Regions from separate parts of the Mus musculus genome. Here all the other regions are linked to region 4. Evidence: chromatin contacts called from public HiChIP or PLAC-seq data. All regions are on one chromosome and are shown on one strand. Each heading gives the region's core, a stretch centred on a gene start, on an enhancer-like site or on the middle of the called end of the contact. The rest is flanking DNA. Distances are from core to core; before and after follow the strand shown. Region 1 overlaps Clip2 (CAP-GLY domain containing linker protein 2). Region 2 overlaps Limk1 (LIM-domain containing, protein kinase). Region 3 holds the start of Gtf2ird1 (general transcription factor II I repeat domain-containing 1). Region 4 holds the start of Gtf2ird2 (GTF2I repeat domain containing 2).

Region 1 (7,202 bases), core at 2,268-4,767, 330 kb before region 4:
AGGGATGGGTTAGAAATTCCCACACTCCTGATTTCCTAGAAAAACCTTTAACCAAGGTCAGGGACAGGAGCCCACTGATGCAGACTCGGAGACCCCTGGAAAGATGCAGACATGTTCATCCCTCAGCCCCTACCAGAGACACAGGCCCAGGTTCCTGGGTCTCCTGCTAGGATACAGAATGGTCCTTCACCTCCATCTCAAAAGATGCCGATTTCTGTATGGCCCTTCCTTCCCCCATGCTGGCAGCAGCCCCCAGTCTTGACACCCCCATTTGCATCTGTTTTGGGCAGTCAGCCAAGTCCTGCAGTTACTGTCTCACTGAGGGAAATGAGGGTTATTTATATCTGCATGAGATGGTAGCCCTGGCCCACACATCTGGTTCCCATGGTGATGCATCTCATGCCAGAAAACACAAACAAGTCTTTTAAGGCATCATGAGGTGGGAGACAGCTCACTGGCAGGGTGCCTGTGGTGCAGGGGCCTGCGTTCGGCTCCCTGGCTATATGACAGACATGGTCGGTCACACAGGTCTGTAACGCCCAGGACAAGCTGTGCAAGTCCTGCTCATCTCCAGAGCTCCCTGGCCAGACAGTCTATCCAGTTAGGACCACCAGGCTCAGTGAGACATCCTGCCTCAAAAGGGGAGCCCCAGGCATGGTGGCATAAACCTTTTACCCCAGTACCAGGCAAGCAGAAGCAGATGGATGTCTGTTCACTGCAGGACAGTCTAGTCTACACAGAGTTCCAGGCTAGGCAGGACTATGTAGTGAGACCTTGTCTCCACCCCACCCCCCAAAAATCAAACTAAACCAACACTAACAAGAGCCCACCACAACAAAAAGAAGAGGGGTGTAATAGAGGAAGAAGTCACCCTGATGTAGTTCTGGGGGATGGCTCTGGGTTAAGAATGCTTTTGCCACAAACATGAGGACCTGTGTTCAAATCCCCAGCACCCACGTAGAGCTGGGTATGGCCACATGCCGGTAATCCTGGTGTTGGACGGCTGGGGCAGAGTCAGGAGGGTCGCTAGGACTCCCTGGCCTCCAGTCTAGCTTCAGGTTTATCAGGACACCCTGTCTCAAAGGGAATAAGGCAGAGAGTGATCATATAAGACACTCAGTGTTCTCTTCTGGCCTCTGTATGCGAATGTATGTGTACATATGTGCACATACATATACACCATCAAACTAGCCTGCCCCATGCACACTCACATGCATATATACACACATAAATACACAAACAAACCATCAAACTGGCCTCCTGCACGCACACATTCATACATACATTGTGTGCAAGCTCAAACAAAATTTTTGTTTGTTTGTTTGTTTGTTTTTTTCGAGACAGGGTTTCTCTGTATAGCCCTGGCTGGCCTCGAAATCAGAAATCCTCCTGCCTCTGCCTCCCAAGTGCTGGGATTAAAGGCACGTGCCACCACTGCCCAGCATTTTTTTTTTTCCAATTCAAAATAAGGCATCATGGGAGTTGTGTTCACCAAGAGCCTAGCTGGGCGCAGGTCCCAGCATTGTGTAGGGGCACTTTAGGACCTCAGTTGCCTCATAGGTATACGTACCATAAGCTGTAGCGAACCCCATTTGTAAATGTATGAGGTAGGGCCGTGTCCCTGTCCTCTGCGTGTTTGGCGTGTGTCCCCAAAGGGAACCTAGGGACCGTCTATATCTGTGGGCAGCCCAGGAAATGCACACTGGGACCTCAGCCCTCAACTTTGAGGAGAGAGTGAAGATGGTGAAGAGGAAGACCAGAGGGCTAACTGACACAGTATGCCCGCTGAAGAGTCCTTGTCTTGACTTGGTGTTTTGAGGCAAGGTCTCACCATGTAGCTTGGCTGTCCTTGACCTCCTAGGGCTATGCACTGCTACCCCTGGCTCAGACTGTTGTCCTGTGTTTTCTATGGACATCCTGAGAGGTAGGAGGCTTGTGTTCAGTGCAGTAGGGCTTCCCGGAAGCTCTGCCCCTCCTCAAGTACCTTCATCGTCTGATCCATAACTGGCTGGTTACACATCCTTCGTGCATATACATCCCTGTGTGTGTGGGTGTGGGTGTGGGGGGGTCTCTGTGTGTGTGTGTGTGTGTGTGTGTGTGTGCAATGGGTTGAAACAAGGGACCTCTCATTTAGGCAGGGGCTTACCACGGAGCCACGCCCCCAGCCTCTCCCTGGGGAATTCTAGGCAAGTGCTCTACCACAGAGCCACGCCCCCCAGCTCCTCACTGAGGGATTCTAGGCAGGGGCTTTACCACGGAGCCACGCCCCCAACCCCTCACTGGGGGATTCTAGGCAGGAACTCTACCACTGAGCCACACCCCCAGCCCCTCACTGGGGGATTCTAGGCAGGGGCTTTACCATGGAGTCACACCCCCAGCCCCTCCCTGGAGGATTCTAAGCAGGTGTTCTACCACTGAGCTATATCCTTGGCCCCCAAAACCCATCTCTACCTCTTTTCTTCCCTGTAGGAAGGTGGAGGACCTGCAGTTCCGGGTGGAAGAAGAATCCATCACCAAAGGAGACTTGGAGGTAACGGTGAAGTTCTCCGCTGCTCACTTAGAACTGTGAGCCCAACCCTCGCCGTGGGAAATAGTTCTGGTTTTCAGGCAGCAAGCCTGCACCTCCCTGGGGAGGCCTGGGTGATTGTAATGGAAATATTGGGAAGAATCAAAAGCCCCCACTTTGGAGGAGTGGAGGAGAGGCAGGCCTTAGGGTATCTGGTATTAGAAGTGAGCTTGGTTGTGTTCCAGAAATATAGGGACCTTATGCTGGCAGTTGAAGACAGAGTCAAGAAAGATTATAGGTCTTTGCCTAATAACATAGGAGCCAGACTCCTGGGATCATAGACCCAGGACTGGCTAGAAGAAGCAGTTAGGATCACAAGACTCTGTATGCAACAGAATGAGAGCTCACTGGCTGGGCCTGTATCTCAGTTGGCAGAGTGTTTGCCGAGCGCTCAAGAAACCCTGGGCTCCCATTCTGGTACCACATAAACCAGGAGTGGTGGCACAAGCCTGTTACCACAGCACTTGGGATGGTCTGAGTTCAAGGTCATCCTCAGCTATAGAGCAAATTTAGGGCTAGCCTGGGCTACATGAATTTAAAAGAGAGAGAGAGAGAGCAGAGACTACCCCAGTGGTACCACCAACTAGCAAGTGTGCACATTAGAGACAGCGATTGTTGGGTCCTGCCCCAGACTGTACCCTCGCCATTTTGCTACCTGTATACCTGGTATGGATACAATGGGATTGTTCCTAGTTCATAAACACACTGTGCTGACTTAGGGCCCAGAAGGCCTCAGGCCCACTGAGGGGGTATCTAGCCCTGCCCCCAAGGCCTGCAGAGACCTCTGAGGTCAGGAGGCCACCCTTGGCCACCTTTCCTGTTGTGTCTCTTGAAGCTCCCTGGGAAAGGAAAAAGCAAGAACTCTCTGGAATGGCCACGTGAGACAGGGAGCTCAGCTCTTCCTGATGTTGTCAGACCTGTCTGGCTTCTGGAAGCCACTTCCCTTCAGCAGACCTCAGCTTCCTCCTCTGCAGAGTGAAGCAGTCTTGGTCCATTACAGGCTCTCAGGCCCGCGTGTCCATCTAGACCTAGTGGTCTGCATTTGTGACTGTTTCCCAAGTTCCTGAGGGACCTTAGAAACCTCAGCCGTAGGTCATTTCTGAGTTCCACTCGGGTTGATCTGGGCCTGGTGGCACCCTAGTTTTCAAGTATAGCTGGAGCAAGATGATTATAAGCTCAAGGCTAGCCTGGGCTACGTACCAAGTCTAAGCCAACCCGTACTTCTTAGCAAGACCCTGCCTGGAAGGAAGGGAGGAGGGGCTGGAGCTGGGGCTCAGTCGGTAGAATGCCTGCTTAGCATGTGTGACGCTCCGGGTTCAGCTGGTAACGCCACCGTGGGGAGGTGGAGGCCGGGGGCTCGAAATTGAGGTCATCCTTGGCTACGTGGCAAATTCAAGGCTAGTCTGGTTAGCTGACAATGAAAGCTGGACATGGGGTGCACTCCTGTAACCCCAGACCTCAGGAAACAAAAGCAGGAGGATCAGGAGTTCAAGGCCAGCCTTGGCTATGCAGTGAGTTTGAGGCTAGTCTGGAATAAATGAGACTCCAAAAAAGGAAGGAAGGAAGGGAGGGAGGAAGGAAAGAGGGAGAGAGGGAGGGAAGGAAGGAAGGAAGGAAGGAAGGAAAGAAAGAGGGAGGGAGGGAGGGAGGGAGGGAGGGAGAAAAGAGGGAGTGAGGGAGGAAGGGAAGGAGGGAAGGAAGGAAGGAAGGGAAGGAGGGAGGGAGGGAGGGAGGGAGGGAGGGAGGGAGGGAGGGAGGGAGGGAAAAAGCCAGGTATCCTTCCCCAGCCTGAAGCTGTTGTGATTTGTGGTTTTGTTACAGCCAGAGGGACAGCACAGGTGGTTATGTCTGGCTTATCTGAAGGACAGCAGTCCCCCTGTAGGGGACAGATGGGTGGGCTTGAGGGGAGAGGGGGGCTGCCAGAGCTAAGCCCTCTGCACCTGCTCCCATCAACAGATCTTAGCAACGATCGGTTGTAGGGAAATGCACACATGCACACCCCTGGCCGGCAGTTCAAGGGACTGGAGTCAGGGTGGTGTCAGGTGCTCACAGACCCTTGGCGACTCTGGGTCAGCCTGTCTGTCTGCCACCTGTCTGTATCTTTTACTACATCTCCTCCTTATTCCAGCCTGCCAGATTGCTACCACCCAAGCTATCCCCCGGAGAGAACCTGGTTGGTCCCAGGGCTGCCAATAGGCTGGCAGGCATTGAGGCAAGGGACAGAACAAGACAAATAGTGTCACATGGCCAGTGTAGCCAGAAAGACTATCACATCCTGTGTTTATATTTTTATTTTTGATTCTAAAGACTAAATTGTGACCATATTCAGAGCAATCAGAATGTGAATTGAGGTAACATTAACTTAATCCCTGCCCCACATTTGGTTGTGGTTGCGTTGTTTGATACTACACGGGCTGGCCTGGACCTCAGAATTCTCCTGCCTCAGCCTGTAGGTGCTAGGATTCCAGGCTTGAAGCCACCTTGCCTGTTTCCCCCAACCATCTTAAAAGACAAAGCAGGAGGCTATAGGGATGGCTCAGTGGCTAAGAATACTCACTACACTTCCGAGAACGTGGCATTCGAGTTCCAGATGGCTCACAACCTCCTAGATCTCCAGCTACAAGGGTTGTAGTGCCCTCTGCTGACCCCAACCGGCACCTGCACACACACCCATGGAAACGCGGGCATGCTTGCACAAGTAAAAACAAATCTTTTAAAAAGTGAAAACTGGGACCCGGGAGGTTGCCCGCGGCTAAGAGCACTTGCTGCCCTCATGGAGGACCTGAGGGTTCTCCCAGCACCCGAGAGGTACTTCACCATCTGTAACTTCAGTTTCAAGGGATCGGATTGTTTTCTGGCCTCCAAGCTCATGGCCTCAAAACATACATGGTTTATACATATGTGCAGGAAATACATTTGCACACATAAAATAAATACATAAATCTAAAAACGTATAAGTTAAAACCAAGGTCCGGGGGATGTGGCTCAGCAGCAGAAGACTTACCCAGAAACTCAAACTGGGGGGCCTGGGGACATGACTCGGCTGATCACATGGCTAGAACTCCCCAGTTAGGGGGCCACGATGAGGCTCATCAATACAGAGCCTGAGTTTGGATTCCTAGCACTCTCATTAAAAATGGGCACAGCAGCCAGGCATGGTGGCACACACCTTTAATCCCAGTACTAGGGAGGCAGAGGCAGGCGGATTTCTGGGTGTGAGGCCAGCCTGGTCTACAGAATGAGTTTCAGGACAGCCAGGGCTACACAGAGAAACCCTGCCTGAAGAAACAAAAACAAAAATTGGCATGGCACAGGTCTAACCTTGTTGCTGAGATTGGCCAGTTGGCATAATTCAGTGGAGTGTGATTAAGGTCTGACATAGACTAGGGTGATGCATGCCTTTAATCCCAGCACTTGGAGGCAAAGGCAAGAAGGTTTCTCTTTCTCTCTTTCTGTGAGTTCGAGGCCAGCCTGGTCTGTAACCTGGTGAGTTCCAGGACAGCCAGAACTATACAGAGAAACCCTGTCCTGAGCACCTCCCCTGGACCCCTCAACATAGACACACACAGACACACACACACACACACACACACACACACAGAGAGACACACACACACACACACAATTACCTGACATCCACCTCTGCTCTCCACATGCATATGAACACACAAAGTCAAAATTGAAAGCCCAAACCCTGTCCCAAACATAATAGTTGGTCCCTTGGGGCTGGGTCACCCTGTCTTCTACTGTCTTCATGACTAAACTCATCATTGCTCATTAAGCGTCCCTGTCGATCTTCCTCTGCTGACTGGCTGCCATTAGGTGCCTGGGCTCCAATCTTTCAGTCTCCATGGCTGCCACTTCTTGCTGGCATCTGAGTGTATTAGCCCTGCCGTCTAAGCCCCGCCCACCCCCTTCAGGACTTGCTGCAGGGTTGTGTGTGTGTTGGGGTGGGGGGTGATCGCTTTAACCTGTGTTTCTCTAAGGGTGAGCAGTACCCTCCCCTCTCTCTGGAGACAAACCTAGTTTCCAGTCTGGTCCCCTAGAGTCCCCCAGGGTGTGTGTCCTCTGCGCGTCCCTGCTTACATGCAGAGATCCATCATGAGCCCTCCAAATGCCAGCCCTGTGCCACCCAGAGAATGTCATGCTTTGTTCTCGAATGAAACGGGTGTTGTAAAGAGGGGACAAAGGTACCCTTGTCCTTCCAGAGACCAGGCGTCCTCTGCAGAATCTGGGCAGGGTGAGGAGAGGGGAGGGATGTCGAATCAAGCTAGGCTCTGGGAAGGGCAATGGGCATTTGCCCAGTCCCCACCCAGCAGGCCTGCCTGAGGAGAATCAAGATGGTGTGTGTTTTGAGTTAGCCAGGCATGGTGGCACATACCTGTCATCCCAGTGCTAGGGAGGCTGAGGCAGAAGAATTGCAGGTTCAAGGGCATCCTGGGTTACACACTGAGTTCCAGGCTAACCTGGGCATGGTACGGTCTTCATACTTGGGGAGTGGGGGGTCAGCCTTAGCAACATAGTGAGTCCCTGTCTCATAAAACTAAACCAAAGTCCAGAGTCAGGATTACAGGTTCAAAGGCCAGACTGGGATACACAGTGAGTTTTAGGACAACCTTGGCTGTATAGCAAAACT
Region 2 (7,343 bases), core at 1,368-3,867, 480 kb before region 4:
CTTCCCCAAGCCCATATACACACAAACAATTAATAAATGTAATTAAGGGGGCTGGAGAGATGGCTCAGCGGTTAAGAGCACCAACTGTTCTTCCAAAGGTCCTGAGTTCAAATCCCAGCAACCACATGGTGGCTCGCAACCATCTGTAACAAAAAATCTGATGCCCTCTTCTGGAGTGTCTGAAAACAGCTACAATGTGCTTACATATAATAAATAAATAAATAAATAAATAAATAAATAAATAAATGTAATTAAAAGACATAACAGTGGCCAGGCATGGTGCCGCATGCCTTTAATCCCAGCATTTGGGAGGCAGAGGCAGGTGAATTTCTGAGCTCGAGGCCAGCCTGGTCTACAGAGTGAGTTCCAGGACAGCCAGGGCTACACAGAGAAACCCTGTCTCGAAAAAACAGAAAGAACCCAGACATAACAGTCTGCTGAGATGCCTCAGCAGGTAAAGGCATTAGCCACTAAACAACAACCTTAAGGACCATGATGGAAGGAGAGAACCAATTTCAGCAACTTGCCTTTCAACCCCCATATATTTTGGCACACATACTTGAACAAACACACACAGAAATAAAAGTAATATTAAAAAGATTATTTTTAACAGAATAACTGAGACCCAGAGTTGGGGGCTTTGAGACAACTGGGCCTGCCTTGTCCTATCCCGCACCCCACCGGTTTGCTGTGGGCTGCAGCGAAGCATCAATGACTTCCCCCCAACGCTCTATTCTTCCCTTTCTCTTTGGATCCGCACCACCGATGGCGTTCACAGTGGCCAGTGCTACTACCAGACCGTGGTAACTCCAGTCATCGAACAGATCCTACCTGACTCACCCGGCTCCCACCTGCCCCACACAGTCACCCTCGTGTCTATCCCAGCCTCTGCCCATGGCAAACGAGGCCTGTCTGTCTCCATCGACCCCCCTCACGGCCCACCAGGATGTGGCACGGAGCATTCGCACACTGTCCGAGTCCAAGGGTGAGTGGAATGCCACGCTGCCAGATGGGGCTCTGTTGTAGCGACCTGATTGTATTAGTTAGCTGTCTGCTGTTGTGACAGGGTGCCTGATGCAAACAACCTGTGTGGGGAAGAGATGGCTCTTAGCTCACGGTTCAGAGGGTGCAGACCCAGAGTATCCACATACTAGAAGCAGGGGGAACTGAGGTCACTTCCCCCAGAACCCATTTTTAAAAAGTACAGGGGCTGTCAACATGGCCTGTCAGCTAAAGATGCTTACCACCAAACCTGACAAATTAAGTTCCATTCCCAGGTCCCACACAGTGGAAGGAAAAAACCAACAGTCCTCTGATTTGCACGCATGCGCGCACACACAGACACATATTCACACAGTAAATAAATGAATATAAAACAATTATGTTTTAAGTCAAGCAGTGCCTGTGCCTGTAATCCCGGAGTTCCGGTGTTGTCCGCTATGAGCAGCTGTAATGAAACATTGGGCCACACACACACACACACACACACACACACACACCAACAAAGGAAAAGTCACCAAAGAAGAAGAAGAATAGCAAAGAGTAAGGGGAGCCGTGCAAGTGGGCGGAGAACAGGAGGGATGGGCAAGTGTGGTCGGATGCCTTCTGTAGTGCATGAGGGTGCGCAGCGAAGCCTGGTGTTGAACGTAGTTAGTAGACGCTAATAGTAAGATAAAACTGGAGCTGGAGAGATGGCTCGGCAGTTAAGAGCAACAGGCTACTCTTTCAGAGAACCAGGGTTCCCAGCAACCACGTGGTGGCTCACAACCTTCTAGCTCCAGACACCCTTGTGGCCATCAGGCATGCCTGCATGTGGTATATAGACATACATGCAGGCAAAACACCCATGTAAAATCTTTTGTCAAAGGTAACAACTAAAACCACAGTATATTGCAATTTCCACCTCAGGTCACACACACACCTGGTGGTCTTGGCTTTCAGTTTTCCTCTTGGGGCGGAAGTTGACAGGTTGGAGGGGAACTAGTCTAACCACCGCTTTATCCCCAGAGTGGACCCAGGCTGCATGAGCCCAGATGTGAAGAATTCCATCCACGTTGGAGACCGGATCTTGGAAATCAATGGCACGCCCATCCGGAATGTGCCGCTGGACGAGGTAGGGCCACGGACTCACAGACAGACAGGAGGGGGTGCTAGAAGTAGAAGCCTCAGCCCTGAGCTCTGCCACCACCTCAGAAGACTCACCTGTCCACACCTGTCCCCAGATCGACTTGCTGATCCAGGAGACCAGCCGCCTGCTCCAGCTGACCCTCGAGCACGACCCCCATGACTCACTGGGCCATGGGCCCGTGTCGGATCCCAGCCCCCTGAGCTCCCCGGTGCACACTCCCAGCGGACAGGCAGCCAGCTCTGCCCGGCAGAAACCTGTCTTGTAAGTCAACCTGCTTCTTTTACGTGGGTGTCTTGTCTGCGTGTGTGCCTCTGCGCTGCGTGTGTGCCTGGTGGCCACAGGGTGTCAGATGCTCTGCAGCTGGATGGTTGTGAGCTGCCCTGGGGTTCTCTGCTAGAGAGGCCAGTGCTCTTCACTCCAGGCTCCTCCATTTCATCCCTTCAACTCCGCCAGCATCCGTAGGGATTGTGAGAGCCTGAGGAAGGAGGCAGCAACAGTGCCCCCTGCTGGGATCACAGCGACCTTCCTGGGCAGGCTCACATCTTTTATTTTACATTGCTCTTTACTCTGTGGGGGAGGGGAGCACCAAGATGGGCCCTGAGAACACCCCAGAGTCTATGTACCGGTCAGACTCAGGCTGTCAGGCTTAGTGGCAAGTGCCTTAACCCACTGAGCCATCTTGTAGGCCTTCGCTCTAATTTTACAGTTTACTTAAGAGGCGCAACAGACTGTTTTCTGTACATTTTTCTGTAGGCAGAGGTACCAGTGAGGAGCAGGACAGATAGAGCATGTTTTAAGGCCGGGCTCTGGGTCAGTGGTCAGAGTATTCACCTAGTGTACACCAAGCTCTGGGTTCCATCCCTAGCACCACGTCATCCAAGTGTGACATGACTGACGGCACACACTTGTAACCCAGCACTCCAGAGGGTCCGAAGTTCAAGGTCATCCTTGGCTACCTAGTGAGTTGGAAGCTAGCCTAGGCTACATAAGACCCTATTTATTAAAAATAAACAAACCAAAAAAAAAACCCTATTTACTGTGCCAACTCTGGAATAGTTGTGTTCATATAAATAGAATTGGTACAAATTCCACTCATGTCATTGGCTCGGCAGCAATATGTTGTCATGCCGTTGTTCATTATTATAAATATGAAGCTCGTTTTTCTTTATAAGTTGCTTGTGCATTCTTGCTGTTTTTCCATTCCTTCGTTTTCTGGTCATGTTCCTCACTGGGAATACCAAGAGACGGTGCAGGGTTGATGGCTCCCAGGGTAGAAGTACTTGCCGTGCCAGCAAGAAGGCCTCAGTTCAGAGGTGCCCTGCAAGCACCATGTAAAAGGCCGCATATCTGGAACTCCAGCTCAGGGTTCAGTCAAGAGATCCTGTCTCAAAAGGATGCTGTGAGGCTGGACCAGCAGTTAACAGCTAAGAGCCCGCCGGGTGTAGTGGCTTGCACCTTTAGTCCCAGCACTCAGGGAGCAGAGGCCAATGGATCTCTGAGTTCCAGGCCAGCCTGGTCTACGTAGTGAGACCCTGTCTCAGAGGGGGAAAAAAGAGACTTCAGAATGTGTGTATTCTTGCAAAGGACCAAAGTCTGGTTCCTGGCACCCACTTGAGTGGCTCACCTCTGCCAGTTCCAAGGGATCTAAGGTCCTTTATCTGGCCTCCACAGCCATTGTAGGTACATGCACAAACCCACACATAGATACAAACAGATAAATAAAAATAATAAGTCTGAAAAACAGTAAGGCAGAGAGTGACTAAGGAAAATACCTGACGTCAACACAGGGCCTCCATGTGCTTGCACACAAATACATATACACACTCACATAAGTGCATGCATACAGCACACACAAAAATATACCGTGAGAAACCACAATGCATTACAGCGGTGATTTCTGGCACTCGCTCCCCCACACATACCCAATTATTTGGCTTGTTTGGATAATTTTTAGTTTAGTTTATTTTTGTGTTTTGCTTCATACATAGCCCAGGCTGGCTTTGAACTTGGTTTTTGTGTCTCCATCTCTTAAGCATGGGGAATTGCAAGTATGCTTGACCATACCCAGCTGATTTCTAGTTGTTTTCCTCCTCCTCCTCCTCCTCTTCCTTCTCTTCTTCCTCACCCTCTTCTTCCTCCTCTCCTCCCTCCTCCTCCTCCTCCTCCTCCTCTTCTTCTTCCTCCTCTCTTTTACTACCTTAATAATGAAGGCTCATTTGAAGCTGTAGAGAAGACAGGACACAGGCTAGCATCTTGACTTCCTGTAGGACCTAGTGACAGGCTGATTCAAGGGCATCAGGTGTGCCAGGAGGCTCTGACATGTTCCCATGCCTAGAGGCTTCCTCTGAGCGGTCGTCACCACACAGTGGTGTGATCCACAGAGATGACCATGGTCCAGGATGAGGGCTTTGATGCACAATGTCAAGTCAGAGTCGACTCATGGTCTGCAGCAGTGATCCAGGGAGCAGGAGTCGTGAGTCCTCTGTCCTTAAACCTGAAGAAGCAAAGGGAAGGACAGGAGAGTCAGTGGTAGCCTGTCCCTTGTCCTGCTTCTGCTGGGACCTCTCCAGGACTCTTGGAGAAGCCCTTTGAAGGGTTTCCTTCTGGGATGATAGCTGCTTTTTGTCTTTCTATCTTTCTTTGTCTCCTTCCTTCCTTCCTTCCTTCCTTCCTTCCTTCCTTCCTTCCTTCCTTTTTTCCTGGAAGCTGGGTTTCTTTGTGTAAACCTGGCTATTCTGTAACTTTCTCTGTAGACTAGGGCTGGCCTTGAACTTGAAAATCCACCTGCCTCTGCCACCAAAATCCTGGGATTTAAGGTGTGTGCAGCAGTGTTCTGAGAGGTTGTACTGTCAAAGGGAAGTGCTCCCTCCTCTCAGTTTGTCCTGAACTTAGACCATAAGCAGGGACACGTGTGTGCTGCAATGCAATGGTCCTCTCAGGCAGGGCATGAGCCGGGCCTCCAAGCAGAGGAGGCCGTGGGCACCTTCTAATGAACTGTGTGGCTACCCCCAAGACACCAGGCTGGACCACCTACTCCTAGAATTCCCTATTAGGGAATGAGCAGCAACTGGTTAATAAGGTGCTTTTGCAAGGAGGAGTCAGGCAGTGTCTCAGCCGGATGCCACCTTCCCATGGCACTGGGCCCCGTGTACCTTCCCCAGGAGGAGCTGCAGTATTGACACGTCCCCGGGTACCAGCTCACTAGCCTCTCCAGCCTCCCAGCGCAAGGACCTGGGTCGCTCCGAATCCCTCCGAGTGGTCTGCCGACCACACCGAATCTTCCGGCCATCTGATCTCATCCATGGGGAAGTGCTGGGCAAGGGCTGTTTTGGCCAGGCCATCAAGGTATGCAAATGGGGAGGGCAGGCTGGGTGACCTCTGACCCCCTCTTCCCTCCCACTGCCCCACCCACACCCACCCCAGGAACCCAACACAAGGGATGTCTAGATTCTATGCTCTTATCCTAGGGCTGGACTTACTCCTTATTCTGGACTTCTTTGAGCTATTGAGAGGGAAGAGATTTTACATGGACAGATTGAGAACTTTGTGGTTTGTCTTTAAGGACAAAGTCTCCTTCATGTAGCTCAAGCTGGCCTTGAACTCACTCTGTAGCTGAGGATGACCTTGAACTCCTGATCTTGTCTTACGTAAACCTCTCAAGTACTGGGGTCGTACTCATGCACTAGCAGGCCTGGTTTCATTACGTATCGGGATAAGGTCTCACTAAGTTGCCCAGGCTAGCCCCACACTCACTAGATAACCCAGGCTGGCCTTGGACATGGGGTCCTCCTGACTCTGCCTCCCAAGTGACTGGGGTTAGAGGCACATGTTACTGCATCCCACTCGGCCTTGAGTTTTGCACCTCCATATCCCCAACATAGGTGACACACCGAGAAACAGGCGAGGTGATGGTGATGAAGGAACTTATCCGGTTTGATGAGGAGACCCAGAGGACATTCCTCAAGGAGGTCAGTGCAGAGGTCACATGATTACTCCCCTCCCCAATGCAAAGGGGTGGCACGGAGCACACCACCCGTGAAAGAGGTGAGAGGGTTCAGGCTTCACTGGGGCTGGGCAGCCATAAGCCGTGGGTGGGGCTCAGTTAGTAGATGGGTTGCCTACCCTGCTAGAGGACTCAGATTCAATCCCCAGCACTATGCACACATGCCAGGCATTATAATACATTCTATAATTCTGGCCCTTGGAAGATGGAAGCAAGAAGATCAGAGATCAAGGTTTTCTCAACTACATAGAGAGTTCTAGGCTAGCTTGGGCTATGTGAGACACAAAAGTCAGAAACAGCCATGGGTTGCAGGTGCAGGTTGGTAGATGCTTGCTTACCATGCACAAAGCCCTAGGCTCTAATGCCAAAACTGACCTTGGCTACACATCTGTTGTCCCAGCACCTGGGAGATGGTGGTGTGAGGTTTAAAGACTTCTGTGGCTACATAGCTAGTTCAAGGCCAGTCTGAGCTATGAAAGACACGTTTTGTGTTTGTTTGTTTGTTTGGTGGTGATAGTGGTGGTTGGTTTGGTGGTTGGTTTGGTTTGGTTTGGTTTGGTTTGATTTTGGTTTTTCAAGACAGGGTTTCTCTGTATAGCCCTGGCTATCTTGGAATTCACTCTGTAGACCAGGCTGGCCTTGAACTCAGAGATCCGTCGCTGCCTCCTGAGTGCTGGGACTAAAAGGTGTGCGCCACGGCTGGTGCCACCACCACCACTACCTCAGGGCTTGAGAGAGACTCTTAAACAGAAGACACGGTGGCTCCCCGTGTGAGAGGAGACTGGGTGCCCTGCTGTCTAGGCAGGGCAGAGCAAGGGAAGAAGGTCCAGGCCCAGCCTGTGTGTGCTCCTGCAGGTAAAGGTCATGCGCTGCCTGGAGCACCCTAACGTGCTCAAGTTCATCGGAGTGCTCTACAAGGACAAGCGGCTAAACTTCATCACAGAGTACATCAAGGGCGGCACCCTGCGGGGCATCATCAAGAACATGGTGAGCAGGGTTGGGGCTGGGGTGTGGCTTGGTTGGTAGAGTGCTGGCCTAAGCTGGCATACATGCGACTTTGGCTTCCATCCCAAGCACTGCATAAACCTAATGTAGGCCCCACCCCTTTAATCCTAGCACGAGGGAAACCAGTGGGTCTTATGAGTTCAAGGCCAGTCCAGTCTACAGAGCGAGTTCCATGCCAGCCAGGGCTACATAAACAATGAGACCCTT
Region 3 (6,597 bases), core at 3,982-6,481, 270 kb before region 4:
ATCTTAACAGACCACCCCTCAGGGAAAACCAGACCCTTGTTTTAAGGAAGAAGAGAATTTGAAGATGAGCGAGTCTGAAGAAGAGTTGGTGTTTATTAAAATTAGAAAGGGGCCAGGTGTGGTGGCACATGCCTCTAGTCTCAGCACTTGGGAGGCAGGGGCAGGTGGACCTCTATGAGTTTGAAGTCAGTGTGCTTAATATAGTTAGTTCCAGGCTAGCCAGGGCTACACAGACACTGCCTAAGTGGGTGTTGGGAGGTTGTGGGGGAGAGAAAGGTAAAATAAGGAAATTAAATTAAGGAAAAATAAGACACACACGACACACATAAGACCACAAGAGTCTGGATGTGGGCTTCTCATGGGAGAGTTGCACTTAGAGTCTTAGGAGTAGACAAATATACCATTTCAATGGCTCTCAACACCTCAAAAGGTTGCTAGGCGACTTTCTCCCCCTCTTAATCTTTTTCACATTTATTTATTCACTTGAGCACATTTACAAAAGCTATGGTACCCTAACTTGGAGGTCAGAGGACAAACAACTTGTGGGAATCGGTTTTCTCCTTCCAGTAGGTGGGCCAGGGACTCAAACTCCAGTCACAAGGCTTGGTGGCAAGTGTCTTTACCTATTAAGCTATCTTGCTATCCCCTTTGATAATTGGAATTATAGGATAGGGGCCTTGGGCAGAATGACAAGCTGAAAAGGTAAAACTAGGAGCTACTGGGGTTACTTACACAAGGGCTTTAATGTGAGACTGATAGAAAATTACAGGTTTGGGTCTGGAAAGAGAAAAGTCTCAAGCAAACGTAGACTGTGTTGGAGCCTTGGATTCTCAGTTAGAGAAAGAGGTTTCAACCAGATTCCAGCAGGGCTCCTCTTCTTTCCCATGTTCTCCTAATTTTCTTGTGTGTGTGTTTGTGTGTGTGTGATATGCATGCACTCATGAGTATTTACATGTGTGTGCATGCAGGCATGTTCTTCTAGTCTCCGCTGAGTTAGCACATGCATGCGCACATGTGTGTTCATATGCACATTCTCGTGAGAGAATGGCGACACATGTAGAAGACAGAAGACAAGTCTTACCTTCCATCAGTTTGACAGACCCTGCCAAAGAAGTATATACTACTTCTTTTATAGGTGAAGTGGGGGTAGGGGGGTGGGGCAGGTCTGAGACAGGGCTTCTTTCTGTAGCCCTGGCTGTGCTGGCACTTGCTCTGTAGACCAGGCTGGCCTCGAACTCACAAAGATCCACCTGCCTCTCCCTCCTGAGTGTTGGGATTAAAGATGGCTGGCATCTAGTTTTTACATGGTTCTAGAAATTTAAAATCAGGTTTTTAGGCTAATGGAGCAAGCCCTTTATTGACTTAATCATCTCCCTACTCCCTCCTCTCTCTGTGTCTCTCTCTGTGTCTCTCTCTGTCTCTCTGTCTCTCTCTTTCTTATTGGAGACATGGTCTCTAATCAATTCCTGTAGCTGATACAGTCAGGCTGGCTGGCCAGCAATACCCCAAGTATCTTCCTGTTTCTCGCTGCCAGTACTGAGTTTAAAGGCATAGGCAGCTACATCCAGCTGAAAACAACAATAATAACAACACAAACTTTAAATTTAATGTAAACTTGTGTATATACGTATGTGTCTGTGGGCAGGTATGGACATGTAGATGTTGCCTTTCCCAGAGCTGCCCAGAGTGGTTGCTGAGTTCTGAGTTCAAGCTCTCTCTACCAACGCAGTAGGTGCTCCTCACTGCGGAGCCATCTCTTCAGACTGTAGTCTGGCTTTTTACCTGGGTTGTGGGGATCGAACTCAAATCCTTGTGTTTATAAAGAAAACAAGAATCTAAGTGACTGAGCTATCATCTCAGACCCTTTTCATGTTCCTTCCTTTCTTCCTTCCTTTCTTTCTTTCTTTCTTTCTTTCTTTCTTTCTTTCTTTCTTTCTTTCTTTCTTTCTTTCTTTCTTCCTTCCTTCCTTCCTTCCTTCCTTTCTTTCTTTCTTTCTTTCTTTCTTTCTTTCTTTCTTTCTTTCTCTCTCTTTCTTTTCTTTGTTTCTTTCTTCCTTTTCTTTGTTCTTTTTCTTCACTTTACATCCCTGTTGCAACCTCCCTCCCTCCTCTCCTCCCAGTTCCACTTTTACAAATCCCTCCCCCATTATCCTCTCCTTCTCCTCAGAGGAGGAGAAGTTCCCCTTTGGGTACCACCCCACCTTGGCTGTCCTGGAATTCACTCTGTAGACCAGGTTGGCTTTGAACTGATAGAGAGCCACCTGGCTCCGTCTCCCAAGTGCTGGGACTAAACTCATGGATCCCCACAGTAAACCCCTTTCATTTAAAAAAAAAAAAAGATTTATTTATTTTATGTATGTGAGTACACTGTAGCTGTACAGATGGTTGTGAACCTTCATGTGGTTGTTGGGAATTGAATTTTTAGAACCTTTACTTGCTCTGGTCAACCCTGCTCGCTCAGTCCCTGCTTGCTCAGGCCCAAAGATTTATTTATTAGTATACATAAGTACAGTGTACATAAGTACACTGTGGCTGACTTCAGACGCACCAGAAGAGGGCATCAGATCTCATTACAGATGGTTGTGAGTCATCATGTGGTTGTCAGGATTTGAACTCAGAACCTTTGGAAAAGCAGTCAGTGCTCTTATCCGCTGAGCCATTTCTCCAGCCCCGGACCCCTTTCATTTTAAGGCAAGTTCTCACTATGTAGCCTGCGGTAGCTTTAAACTTTTAAATTTGTGTGTATGAGTTTGTATACACACGTCCATGTGTCATGGCACATGAGTGGAGGTCAGAGGGCAACTTGAAGGAGTTGACTCTGTTTCCACCACGTGGGTCCTGGGAATCAAACTTAGGTCATTGGGCTTCCCACTGAGCCATCCTGCCAGACAATGAATTTTCAATCCTCCTGCCTCAGTCCCTGAGTAACTGAAATAGCAGGCATGTCCCCAGTACCCAAAAGACATAGAGATCTTACATGTAACATGACTTGCATCTAGTAGACATTTACTAAGCGATGGCTGTTCTCAGCATTATACACTGTGGGAGTCAGGCCGTAGCTGGCAGAGAGGCTATGGGAAGGGGGAAGTGGAAACTCAGATAGGGGGAACTGCCAAGGCAAGCCCCAGGTCACTTGGGTAGAAAGTGGAAACGCCAAGATTTGAACTCACGCCCACCCCCCTTACCCCTTACCCCCCAGCTGCCAGATCGTTGATATTTGCACTGGCTTTGGTGTCAAACTAGGGCAGGCACTGCACAAGTGGGTCAGAGGGCCTGGCTAGTAAGGCCTCAAGGCTTTATTAGGACTCTAGGGGCCCATCACCTATGGCCTTGTTTCTGATCCCTGGTGCTCTGCCCAAACCCCTCTGTGGGCACAAGGGCTCTTCTGGTTGGCTCACTGAGAGGAGGCTTGTGAGCCTGTCCCCAGAGATGGTCATCCAAGGTCACTAAATTGTCACTAAGGTCTGGGCTTAATGTGTATGCATGAGGAGATCTAGAAGGAGACCAGGTAGGTTCTGTCAGGATCTGGTAGATCCTTTTTTTGTCTTGTTTTGTTTTGTTTCGAGACAGGGTTTCTCTGTGTAGCCCTGGCTGTACTGGAACTCACTCTGTAGACCAGGCTGGTCTTGAATTCAGAGATCCTTCTGCCCCTGCCTCCCGAGTGCTGGGACTAAAGGCGTGTGCCATCACTGCCCGGCAGGATCTTGTAGATTCCTTTTTTTTATGATCACCTATCATGTAGCCCAAGCTGCCCTCAAACTCACGTTGTTGCTTAGGATGACTTTGTCCTCGAAGTCCTCGAGTCGGTTACTGTGCCATATCATCTGGTTTTATGTGGGGCTGAAGGTCAAACCCAGGGCTTCAAGCAAGCACGCTGGACAACCATTCTATACACTGACTGAATTATATCCCTAGTGAAACTGAGTGTTTTCACTTTTTGAGACAGGATCATATGGGCCAGCCAGGCTTCAAACTCTCAGAAATCCTCTTGCTTCAAACTTCTAGGCCCTAGGATTATAGATGAAAGCCACTAAGCCTAACTCTTTATTATATATATATATATATTACAGGGATTCTCTAAGTTCAGACTGGGCTAGAATTCTCTATGATGCTCAGTCTGACATGAACTCCCAATCCTCCTGTCTCCGTCTCCTGAGTGCTGAGACTACAAGCACATTCTATCATGTCCTGCATCTATTTACCTTTTACTTACTGAATTTGAGGCACAGTCTCCCTGAGTGGTTTGGGGACTTGTCTGGTACATGTCTCTCTGCTGTGCCTATCCCAGCAAAGGCCTAGCCAAAGATTCAGGGGACCACCTGGTTACCAACCAACTGCTGGGTTGACTTGGGACATATGGCTTTGGAGAGGTTGGAGGGGGAGGGTCCCCCAGTGTTCCCCTCCCCCATTTAGTAGTATACAGGAGGTCAGATGGATGGTAAAATAAAACTCGGGACCCAAAACCACTCTGTGTGGTTGTGCTCACCTGTAATCCCAGTATTTGGGAAGTAGAGGGTCAGAAGTGCAAGGTCATCTTCAACTACATAGAGAGTTTGAGGCCAGTGTGGGGTGTGCGAAACTATCCTAAAACAACAACAATAAGGGTTTTAGGGTGTAGTTGTATAAGTAGAATGGTTGCCTTACATACAGAAAGCTCTGGGTTCGAGTCTTCCCAGGTATAAACTATAATCCCAGCACTTGGAGGTAGAGCCAGGACGATCGGTTGTTCAAGGTTATCCTCACTTTTCAGTTCGTGAGTGTTCAGGACCCTAAAACAGTTTGACTGCAACCAGGGCTTTATGAGATTCCAAGATAAAAAATAAATAAATAAAAAGGCCTGGGCCAGGCCATCCAAGAGAAAAACCTGGGGTCCCTCCCTTCTGACCTTGGACACTCCAGGCATAAGAGTGACCAGGAGGGCAAACCACCTAGGGATCCTCCGGGCGTCCTCTGGGTGACCTTGATGTATTCTGATCTCTCCGGGGAGGGGGTTCTAATCCGTGGCTGGGGGAGTCTCGAGGCTCCGAGGTTGTGAGTCCTCCCCCACGGTGGCACGGGGCGGGCCGTGCGGGCTAATCCCGTATGTAAATGACAGCCAATGGAGGGTGGTGTTGCGCGGGGCTGGGATTAGGGCCGGGGCGAATGGCTGGCAATCTTACTGGGATTACAGAACAAAGAGAGAACCTCCCAGAGCCCGGGCTCGGCTTCGCGCTCGCTCCGCGCCCCGCCCTCCGCCGCAGCCCGCGCCGGGGGTGGGGGCCCCGCGCAGCCCCCGGCCGGCCGCCCGCACCGCGTCCGCCCTCCTTCCCTCCCTCCCTCTACTGATCCTGTCCCCCATTCCCGGATTATTAACTCAGCAACCAGAGGCGACTGGATCTACCGAGTCCTGGCCACCGGGCCCGGGCCGGGGCGCCCGGAGCGCTTGGGGATCCTGCAAGGTAAAAAAAGGAGAAAGTTTGACTGGGGGCGGGGGTGGGGGTGGGGGATGGGATGAGGGATGATGGAGATGGGGTGCTCTGGAGCTTGCTTTGGTTTTGAGCCCTTATTTTTGCACCCCCCAACCTCAGTGTGTTGTGTGTATGGGAGGTCCCTTCCCCTCCCCCTCCAGGTGTCTCAATTCTAAGGCCCGCCTTTTGGGGTGTGTGTGCACGTGATCGGGATTATAATTCGAGTTTGGAGGGGGATGGGTTGGGATGGTCAGCTTCTTCCCTCCGGATACCTGCTGGAATCGGGGAAAGCAGACACCCCTCTCACCCTCGAATTCCCTGGAGGTGGAGAGAGAAGCGCCCCACTGGCCTGGAGCCCAGCAGGCCTGGATACAGTTGGGCGAATGAGGTCAGTGGTGCTGCCCTGCCGGGGGAGGTTGGTGGAGGGGGCGTCGGAAAGAAGCTTTCCTCCCCCTCCCCCTTTTCCTCTCCTGTCCTCCAACGCTCAAGCTGAGTCCGAACACTGCCCCAGAGCGGCGGTTTTTTTTTTTTTTTTTTGGGGGGGGGTCATCCTGTAAAGAGGCTGGCTTGCATGGTGGGAGCCGGACCTCTTTGGTTGGTTGGGGGTGAGTCAAAGAGACTTAGGGTCTCTAAAAAAGGGGCACAGAGGGTGCCAAGGAACAAGTTTGAGGGAGCCTCGGCTGTGGGTGGTCTCTGAGTTCTTGAAGAGGAGGGGGAGGGGCCAAAGGGTGCTTAAAGTCTCCCCATCCGGAGTCTCTAGGAGTGATCGCGACCGGTGTGACTCCCAGCTTTGCAGCCAGTCAGGGGGCTGAGAGGGCGACTTTTTTCCTGGCCTCTAAGCCCCAGGGAAACGGGGGATGGGGGGGAGGACACCCGTGGCTCTCAGAGTTTGGCTGCTCTGTCAGGAGACTAGCGGAGACCAGCATCGGGTCTGGCGACCCAGCCTCCCTGGAGTAGACTAGAGGTGGCAGTTCCTGGGTCCCCTTCCTGGGGAAGTGAAAGAACTCAGGAGCCGGGCTCAGCGATGGAGTGTGTATCTGGAATGTGGGGCGTGAAGGCTGGTCTTCGGCAGGTTTTTAGAGGAGTGGGAATTCACAAGGGGCTTCTCTTCCGGCTCAGACTGCAGAGCTGCTCCTGGAAGCTCAGTGGT
Region 4 (7,443 bases), core at 3,267-5,766:
TAGCATCTTTATGACCACTACATAACATTCTTGGAGCTCCAACAAAGCCCTTCAGCCCTCCTTTTCTTCCTTCCTTCCTTCCTTCCTTCCTTCCTTTCTTTCTTTCTTTCTTTCTTTCTTTCTTTCTTTCTTTTTTTTTTTTTTTAATTTTTTCAAGACATGGTTTCTCTGTATAGCCCTGGCTGTCCTGGAACTCACTCTGTAGACCAGGCTGGCCTCGAACTCAGAAATTCCCCTGCCTCTGCCTCCCAAGTGCTGGGAATAAAGGCATGCACCACCACGCCCAGCTCAGCCCTCCTTTTCTATCTCGCCTCCAGCTAAAACTCTGGTGGGTGATGAGGGGGTGGGGGTGGTGCATATACTCCGGAGGAGGCAGAGACAGGCCAGCCTGGTCTACAGAGTGAGTTCCAGGACAGCAGGAGCAACACAGAAAAGCCCTGTCTCATAAAACAACAAGAAACCCAACCCCACCACCACATAAAAGCCCATGTAGGACAATAAATGTTGTAATCTGAGCACTGTAGGCAGGAGAGGTGTAACAAGATCGAGGGACTCAGGTCTCTCTTTACACCAAGTGGGGCTCAGGGATCATATCAAATTTGGGTCATTAGGCTTAGCAGCAATCAAGTTTACCCCACCATGCAATCTCTGTAGTACCTCGGCAATATGTATGTATGTATTTATTTATTTAGAGAAATCTGGGCATGATAGTCAACCATCTATAATCTTAGCACTAAGGGAGATGGTCAGCAAGGCCAGCCTGGGCTACATACCAAGACTGTCTTGAAAATAAATAATTTATGCATGGGGTCTAACCTTGGACTCCCAGCCATTCTAGAGGCTAAGTACAGGATAGGATGAACACCCTAAGGGGATCTTGTCTCAAAATAACATTAATAAGCTGGGGCCTGGAGCCAAGGCTCAGTAGTTAAGAGCATCTGCTGCTCTTCTGAGTTTCAGTTTACCCAGTTTCAGTTCTCAGAATCCCCAAGGCAACGCACAACCATCTGTATCTGGTTCCAGGGGATCTGGTGCCCTCTTCTGGCCTCAGCTGGAACTGCATGCATGTGGTGCACAGACAAACAGGCAGGCAGAACACCCACACACATAAAATAAAAATAAATAAATCATAGCCAGGTGAGGCTGACACACACATCTTTACTCTCAAGCCATTGGGAGGCAGAGGCAGTTAGATCTCTGTGAGTTTGAGGCCAGCTTGGTCTACAGTGCAAGTCCCAGGTCAGCCTGGCCTGTTATACAGAGAAACCCTGTCTTGAAAAACCTAATAAATAAATAAACAAGTCTATATAAAATACAAAACATAAGCCTGCTGCTGTAGCTCAGGGTTCTGGGCTCAACCCCAAGTATAAACAAACAGCAATAAATCAGCACCCACAAAGCTTGACCCAGCAATTCCATTCTTCAGTAAACACCCACAAGAATCCAAAAATAAAACCCATACCCAGCGCTCAGAAATCAACACAGTGGTGTCATCCACCACAGACAAAACACGCTTTATTTAGTCTTCTACTTTAAATAGATTACTTAGTTATATGTGCATATGTGTGTGCGTGCCCAGGTGCCTGTATAGGCCAGAAAAAAAAAATTTCACACACATCCCCTGGATCTGGAGTTCCAAGGGGCTGTGAGCTCCTTGACATGGGTTCTCAGAGGGATGCTTTGTTCCTCTGCAAGGGCAGCAGGCACTCTCAAGTGCTGAGCCCACTCCCCAGCACCTCCATTTATGTTTTATAAACAAAGAGGTCTTATTTAATTAGGTTCTCGTAGAAAACAATTAACAGGTATAAAACTTACAGTGAACAGTGCCCGTGTTTGAAAACAGCTACAAGGCTCAAAGGAGAACACAGGATTGTAATAAGCAGAGTGACAGAACATACTAAAGAGCTTTGTATAGTCAGCTCCCTGGAACTTAAGTATTGATTCTTTTAAAAAGAATTTATTTATTTTATGTATATGAATACACTGTCTCTGTCTTCAGACACACCAGAAGAAGGCATCAGATCCCATTACAGATGGCTGTGAGCCACCATGTGGTTGCTGGGATTTGAACTCAGGACCTCTGGGAAGAGCAGTCAGTGCTCTCAGCTGCTGAGCCATCTCTCCAGCTCTTACCTATTGATTTTTGCTTCATGCTGCCCCACTGGCTGATTGAGCTCCTCAGAGCTCAAGCAGCTGCTACTCTGAACTGAGCACAACATTTCAAACATCTGGAACTCTTGGTTACAGCACATCTGGGCTGTGGACCACAATCAGGGTGTCTCTAACTTGCCTATGTGACAGGTGACATCACAGTGCACAGACAAAAAAAGAAAAAAAAAAACCAACAACACCTGGGAGCAACCAATGCACCAGCATCTTGGGGTATAAACGAAGACTTCAGATTCTTTAGACAAATAGTTATCGGCATCTATACTACAACGTCTGGACAGCATCATTGCCTTTGTTATGTCTCTCACAGTGAAGCCAACTCAAATGTATCCACAAGCTGTCCTTTCGGGGCTGTAATGTTCTAGCGAGAGCCAGCAGGTCTGTAAGACCTCGAAGCACCCTCCAAACACCACTGTTATTAAAAAGTCTCTCAGAACAAGTGGCTCCTACAGCAGCAAGCACTGAAGAGCCTGGCTGCCCAGAGGAGCAGCCAGGCCACCTGAGGGCAGTGGTGGGGTACTCTGTCAGGCCCCTCCATCCCCCCATTAAAATCTTTGTGTGTGTGGGTGGGAGGGAGTGTTTTCCCTGCATGGTTGTGTGCACCGTGTGCGTGCCTGGGGATGGAGGAGGCTGGGAAGGATAGTGGGTGCCCTAGAAATGGATTTATAGGTGGTGGTGGTCCTGAATTTACACATGGGTGCTGGGAATTGAACCTCGGTCCTCTGTAAGAGCAGTAAACGCTTTTTTTTTTTTTTTTTTTTGAATGTTTTTTGAAACAGGGTCTCTCCGTGTAGCCCTGGCTGTGCTGGAACTTGCTCTGTAGACCAGGCTGGCCTCGAACTCACAGGAATCTGCCTGTTGTACGACACCATGTCCGGCCTGCAGTACAAGCTCTTAACTGCCATCTCTTCAGCCGCCTCCCTTCCATTTTCTTTCTTTCTTTTATCCTGTAACTCTCTGAAATCCTCCTGCCTCAGTATCCCCAGTGCTGGGCTGACAGACACATTTGAGTTACCACACTAGGCTTGAGTTCTGTTATTTTGTTTTTATTTTACTTTGGAAGGAATTCTTTTTCTGACTTGCATTGTATTTTAAAGGATGAGTTTTCCTGTATCTCAATAAAGCGGCTATAATTTATTTAGTGACAAGGTCCCACTGTGTAGCCCCAGCAGGCCTGGAACTTGCTATATATAGGCAGTCCTTGAACTCTCAGATCCATTTGAAGGCCACCGTTGCCGGCTCATTCTGGTTCTCTGTGCTGAAATAAGTACATTCTAGAATAATGTTTTGGGTGCAATAGGTTAAATACATTACTATAGTGAATTTTAATTTGTAAAAATTTACTTTAAATTTTAAAGTTACTAAACATTTTAAACGTTTTAAAATAAATTAAAATTTTTTTGAGCCAGGCGATGGTGGCGCACACCTTCAATCCCAACACTTGGGAGGCAGAGGCAGGCGGATTTCTGAGTTTGAGGCCAGCCTGGTCTACAGAGTGAGTTCCAGGACAGCCAGGGCTACACAGAGAAACCCTGTCTGGAAAAAAAAATTTTTTTTTTGATTGTTGTACTAGTTGTTATGGCCATAGGCCACCTTGTACTCTCAACCAGACCAGACACAAGCCACATTTTGGAGGCTGGGCCCTTTCTTCCGTTCTCTTCATCGACCTAAACCACTGGCTGCCACAAACACCAAACGCCCCCATAATCCTGGAGCCAACAAGCAAAGCCAGCCGCCGAAGGTGGAGCCAGAGCGCCGTTGCTAGGCAACCGCGATGGCCCCGCCCCTTCCCCTAACCAATCAAGGGTTTCTAAACACAGCGCAGGTACGTCAGGTGGCGCGTGACCTCGGCACGCACCGGGCGCAGCTTTCCCCGCCTCCTCGCCCCGTCACAACCAATCGAAAGCGAGATTTTGGTGCGCGCCTGGCGTGCGAAAGTCGCCTAACCCCACGTCTTCCCCGCCCCGCCCCCCACTCTTCACGGCCCGATCGCGGTAGGGAAAATGGGGGTCGGCGCTGACCACCGGGCGCCCGAAGGTCCCGCCACGCACCCCGAGAGATCGCTCTGCCCCGGCGGGGACTCCCGGAAGCGGAAGTTGTGAGGGAAGCGGCGGCGGGATACGCACCTGAGGGCCCTGCTTTGCGGGCCGCGCCGGGGGTCTGGAGCCTGGCTTGCGCGTGCGCAGCGGCTCTGCGCCGGCGACCGCAGCTCGGGGGCCGCGGGCGCCTCCTCTCCGCTCCCTTCCTGTTTTTCGTTTTTATTATTTTTTCTCCCTCTTTTTTATTTTATTTTTTGTCTTTGTTTGCTTCCTGGAAGGAAGGTCGGCTTCCCGCGCGTGGCCGAAGCACCCCCGGTGGGGACGGCCACTTCCGGTGCGCTGCAGGACGGCTTCCGCGAGGCCGCCGGCCGGGCTGCGTGGCGTGCACGTGGCTTCGCGCCTTCCCTGGATGTGCATGGCCGTTCTGGATAGATAGAGATATTTTAAAATGTGGTTGTGCGTGCACGTGGAAGCGGAGAGGTCACCCCACGTGTTACTCAGGCACCCACTCCCCCCACCCCCCGCGACAGAGTTTTTCTTGTAGCCCTGGCTAGCCTGCGTTGTAGACCAGGCTGGCCTCGGACTCAGAGTCCACTGCCTCTGCTTCCCGAGTGCTGGGATTAAAGGCGTGCGCCATCACACCACCTACCTTTTAGGACATTGCATTTCCTTTAAAACTAATTTTTGTGCCTGTGTCAGTTCTATGTTCTTGTGTTTGCGTGGCTGCATGTCTCGGGAGCTATTCGTAAAGCACCATCTGTTGTAAGTATTTTGCCACCCTGTTTATATGCACCACGGGGAGGCCAGAAGAGGTCACAGTATCCCCTGGACCAGGAGTTTCAGACGGTATGGATGCGGGAACTGATCAAGTGTTCTTAACCACGGAGCCATCCCTCCAGCCCCACTTTACAAGGGTTCCAGTTTTATTTGTTTGTTTGCTTTAAAATATACTGGAAAGGGGGTTGGAGCAGTGGCTCAGCTGTTAAGAGCTGATAAGTGTGCTTTCAGAAGACCAGTGTCTGTGTCAAGCACAGCACACGTGCCTGTAACTCGCATTTCCAAAGGATTGGAATCCTTTGGCCTCTGTATGCACCCACACCCGCTTAAAAAAAATAAAATATTTAAAAAATACTTTTAAAGATTTGTTGCTTGGTGTACATGCCATTAATACTAGCATTCACAAGGAAGAAATAGGCAAATCTCTCTGAGTTTGAGGCCAGCCATGACTACATATAAGATCCTGTCCCAAAATAAAATGAGAACACTTTGTTCATATCAGGAAAGGCTGTGTAGCTTCCGACATAGTTTGTATTTGCTCGTGTTCTTGAGCTGGCTCCAATAAATCCTTTCCTCCCAGGTCACAAGTGGGTCACTGATTGCTAGATCCTATGGTGTTCGTCCAGCCTGAAAATCTCTTGCTCTGGCTACTTGTCAAAATCAGGTCACTCACCCTTGCAATGTGGCCTTTTAGGGCACAGTGCTTGGTGGCTGTTCTGGCTCCCACTCAATCTCCTTTCTTCCCACTCTCAGATTGCCATGACGTTTCCTACTTTCTGTCTCCAAGCTCTGCTGTCTGCCCTCAGTCCTTGACTTACTTAGTTTTAGGATTATTAAATAACATTTCCGTGTTGGGTGGTAGTACAGGCCATTAATCCCAGCACTCTGGAGGCAAAGGCAGGGGGATCTCAGAGTTCAAGGCCAGCATGGTCTACAGAATAAGTTCCTCGATAGCCAAAGATATGCAGAGAAACCCTGTCTCAAAAAGCATAACAATAACAACAAAACAAAAAAAAAAAGGCCCCCAAAACATTTACAGGATTTACAGGTCTTCAGTCTAGACCAGTCCTCTGAACTGGAGATCTGTGTAGCCAGAGTCTGTTTTGAAATCTCCACTCTCGAGATGACCAGCCTCAGGAGGACAACATGGCGCACCCTCTCCCTAGTCTTCTCCTCCTCCCTATCTCAAGGTCACAGGTTTCAGCCTACAATACTCGGATCCCATGGGATGGGAGCAGGTGCTGGAGGGCCTGCTTCATTTCCTGACAGGAAGCAGAGGAAGGAAGAGGGAGGGAGAGGGGGAGGAGAAAGGAGGGAAAGGAAAGGCAAGGCAAGAAAAAAGAAGAGACTTAGAGCTACATCATCAGTGAGCCACTTCCTCCAGCTAGGTCCTGAAATTTCCAGAGCACCCCAAATAGGGTAATCAGCTGGGGTTCACGTTTTCAATATATGGACTGGGGAGGACACTACCCCGACCATAATAGCTGGTTGAATTTTCCTCCCTCCACCACCCCCTGCCCCTCCCCCCTCTTCCTTCCTTCCTTCCTTCCTTCCTTCCTTCCTTCCTTCCTTTCTTTCTTTCTTTCTTTCTTTCTCTTTCTCCCTTTCCTTCCTTCCTTATTTTCTTCTCTCTCTCTCTCTCTCTCTCTCTCTCTCTCTCTCTCTTTCTTTCTTTCTTTCTTTCTTACCAGGCTGGCCTCCAACTGCCTCCTGAGTGCTGGGGTTAAAGACTTAAGCTACCACATCTGAGTAAATATATCCTAACTTATTAAAAAGAAATAGCCAGGCAGTGGTGGCACACATCTTTAATCTCAGCACTGGAGAGACAGAGGCAGGTGGATCTCTTGAGTTGGAGCCAGCCTGGTCTACACAGCAAGTTCCAAGATATAGCCAGGGCTATACTGAGAAACTCCCACCTTGAAAACAAACAGGAAAAGAAAAGAGGGGAGGGAGAGAGGAAGGAAACGGACACACACAAGTGTGTGGTACCATCTGGACTCCATGTGGACATGTGCACACACAAGCACACAGGTCCTAAAATAAAATAAAAAGCACTACTCGGGAGGCAGGGGCAGGAGATCTCTGTGAGTTCAAGGCCAGCCTGATTTACACAGCAATCTTCACGTCAGCCAGAGCTGCATAATGAGACCCTGTCTCAAAAGTTATAAATAAGCTACACATTGCAATCATAAAACATAAGCATCAGCAAGAGAGGCTAATTAAGAAAAGTGGGTCGTGTTTAGCAACCAGCAGAGTGCAGGATCCGCTCAGGCTGGTGGCCCGCACCCGTGGTGACACTGGTGAATGCTGCCTTCATGAGCAGGAGAACTCAAGGGTGAAGTGCCATTACGACTGTAAGTGCTACTACTATAGTAGTTAGCGTCTCTCAATTAACTCAGGAATTTAATGCAATCTCAATAGTAAAACCCAGTGGAATTTTATTACTGCTACTTGACAA

Evidence for each region. HiChIP or PLAC-seq counts read pairs in DNA pulled down with a chosen protein or histone mark.
Region 1: an H3K4me3 HiChIP or PLAC-seq map of microglia shows a contact between it and region 4, with 5 times the contacts expected there. The contact joins the enhancer-like site here to the promoter of Gtf2ird2 in region 4. A contact is called at or near these places in 17 of 39 promoter capture datasets (3T3-L1-derived adipocytes, the C10 cell line, the HPC-7 cell line and 12 more), 5 of 15 datasets of contacts at CTCF or cohesin (embryonic stem cells, hippocampal excitatory neurons and pro-B cells), 70 of 484 Hi-C or Micro-C datasets (B cells, the Ba/F3 cell line, CD4 T cells and 34 more), 40 of 115 datasets of contacts at active chromatin or transcription factors (the 230-238 cell line, DN3 thymocytes, the HPC-7 cell line and 24 more) and 5 of 9 other capture datasets (adipose tissue, embryonic stem cells, liver and 2 more).
Region 2: an H3K27ac HiChIP or PLAC-seq map of embryonic stem cells shows a contact between it and region 4, with 7 times the contacts expected there. The contact joins the enhancer-like site here to the promoter of Gtf2ird2 in region 4. A contact is called at or near these places in 9 of 39 promoter capture datasets (the C10 cell line, the HPC-7 cell line, cranial neural crest and 5 more), 17 of 484 Hi-C or Micro-C datasets (CD4 T cells, CD8 T cells, LSK cells and 11 more), 16 of 115 datasets of contacts at active chromatin or transcription factors (the 230-238 cell line, the SCID.adh cell line, double positive thymocytes and 10 more) and 2 of 9 other capture datasets (adipose tissue and liver).
Region 3: a contact with region 4 is called in an H3K4me3 HiChIP or PLAC-seq map of embryonic stem cells, with 28 read pairs. The contact joins the promoter of Gtf2ird1 here to the promoter of Gtf2ird2 in region 4. A contact is called at or near these places in 22 of 39 promoter capture datasets (the 3T3-L1 cell line, 3T3-L1-derived adipocytes, the C10 cell line and 13 more), 23 of 484 Hi-C or Micro-C datasets (the BV-2 cell line, CD8 T cells, the CH12 cell line and 13 more), 36 of 115 datasets of contacts at active chromatin or transcription factors (the 230-238 cell line, the NIH/3T3 cell line, the SCID.adh cell line and 25 more) and 5 of 9 other capture datasets (adipose tissue, embryonic stem cells, liver and 2 more).

The regions. Positions count from the first base shown.
Region 1 is chr5:134,505,491-134,512,692 of GRCm38.p6, reverse strand. Clip2 (CAP-GLY domain containing linker protein 2) reads left to right here. Exons shown (of 17, transcript NM_009990.3): 8 at 2,470-2,530. Among named protein-coding and RNA genes, the nearest start is that of Clip2, 43 kb to the left of the region's middle. Within about 2 kb of position 3,517, at least 24 of the 459 cell types and tissues checked have an H3K27ac peak or open chromatin away from gene starts, as enhancers often do. A contact at or near this core is called in the HPC-7 cell line, bone marrow-derived macrophages, cerebellum and 2 more, where this site is marked.
Region 2 is chr5:134,663,960-134,671,302 of GRCm38.p6, reverse strand. Limk1 (LIM-domain containing, protein kinase) reads left to right here. Exons shown (of 16, transcript NM_010717.3): 5 at 779-985; 6 at 2,008-2,113; 7 at 2,223-2,389; 8 at 5,290-5,473; 9 at 6,010-6,096; 10 at 6,987-7,118. Among named protein-coding and RNA genes, the nearest start is that of Gm10369, 8.5 kb to the left of the region's middle. Within about 2 kb of position 2,617, at least 13 of the 459 cell types and tissues checked have an H3K27ac peak or open chromatin away from gene starts, as enhancers often do. A contact at or near this core is called in embryonic stem cells and epiblast stem cells, where this site is marked.
Region 3 is chr5:134,455,350-134,461,946 of GRCm38.p6, reverse strand. It overlaps Gtf2ird1 (general transcription factor II I repeat domain-containing 1), which reads left to right and starts at 5,231. Exons shown (of 30, transcript NM_001081464.2): 1 at 5,231-5,438.
Region 4 is chr5:134,181,111-134,188,553 of GRCm38.p6, reverse strand. It overlaps Gtf2ird2 (GTF2I repeat domain containing 2), which reads right to left and starts at 4,516. Exons shown (of 16, transcript NM_053266.1): 1 at 4,296-4,516.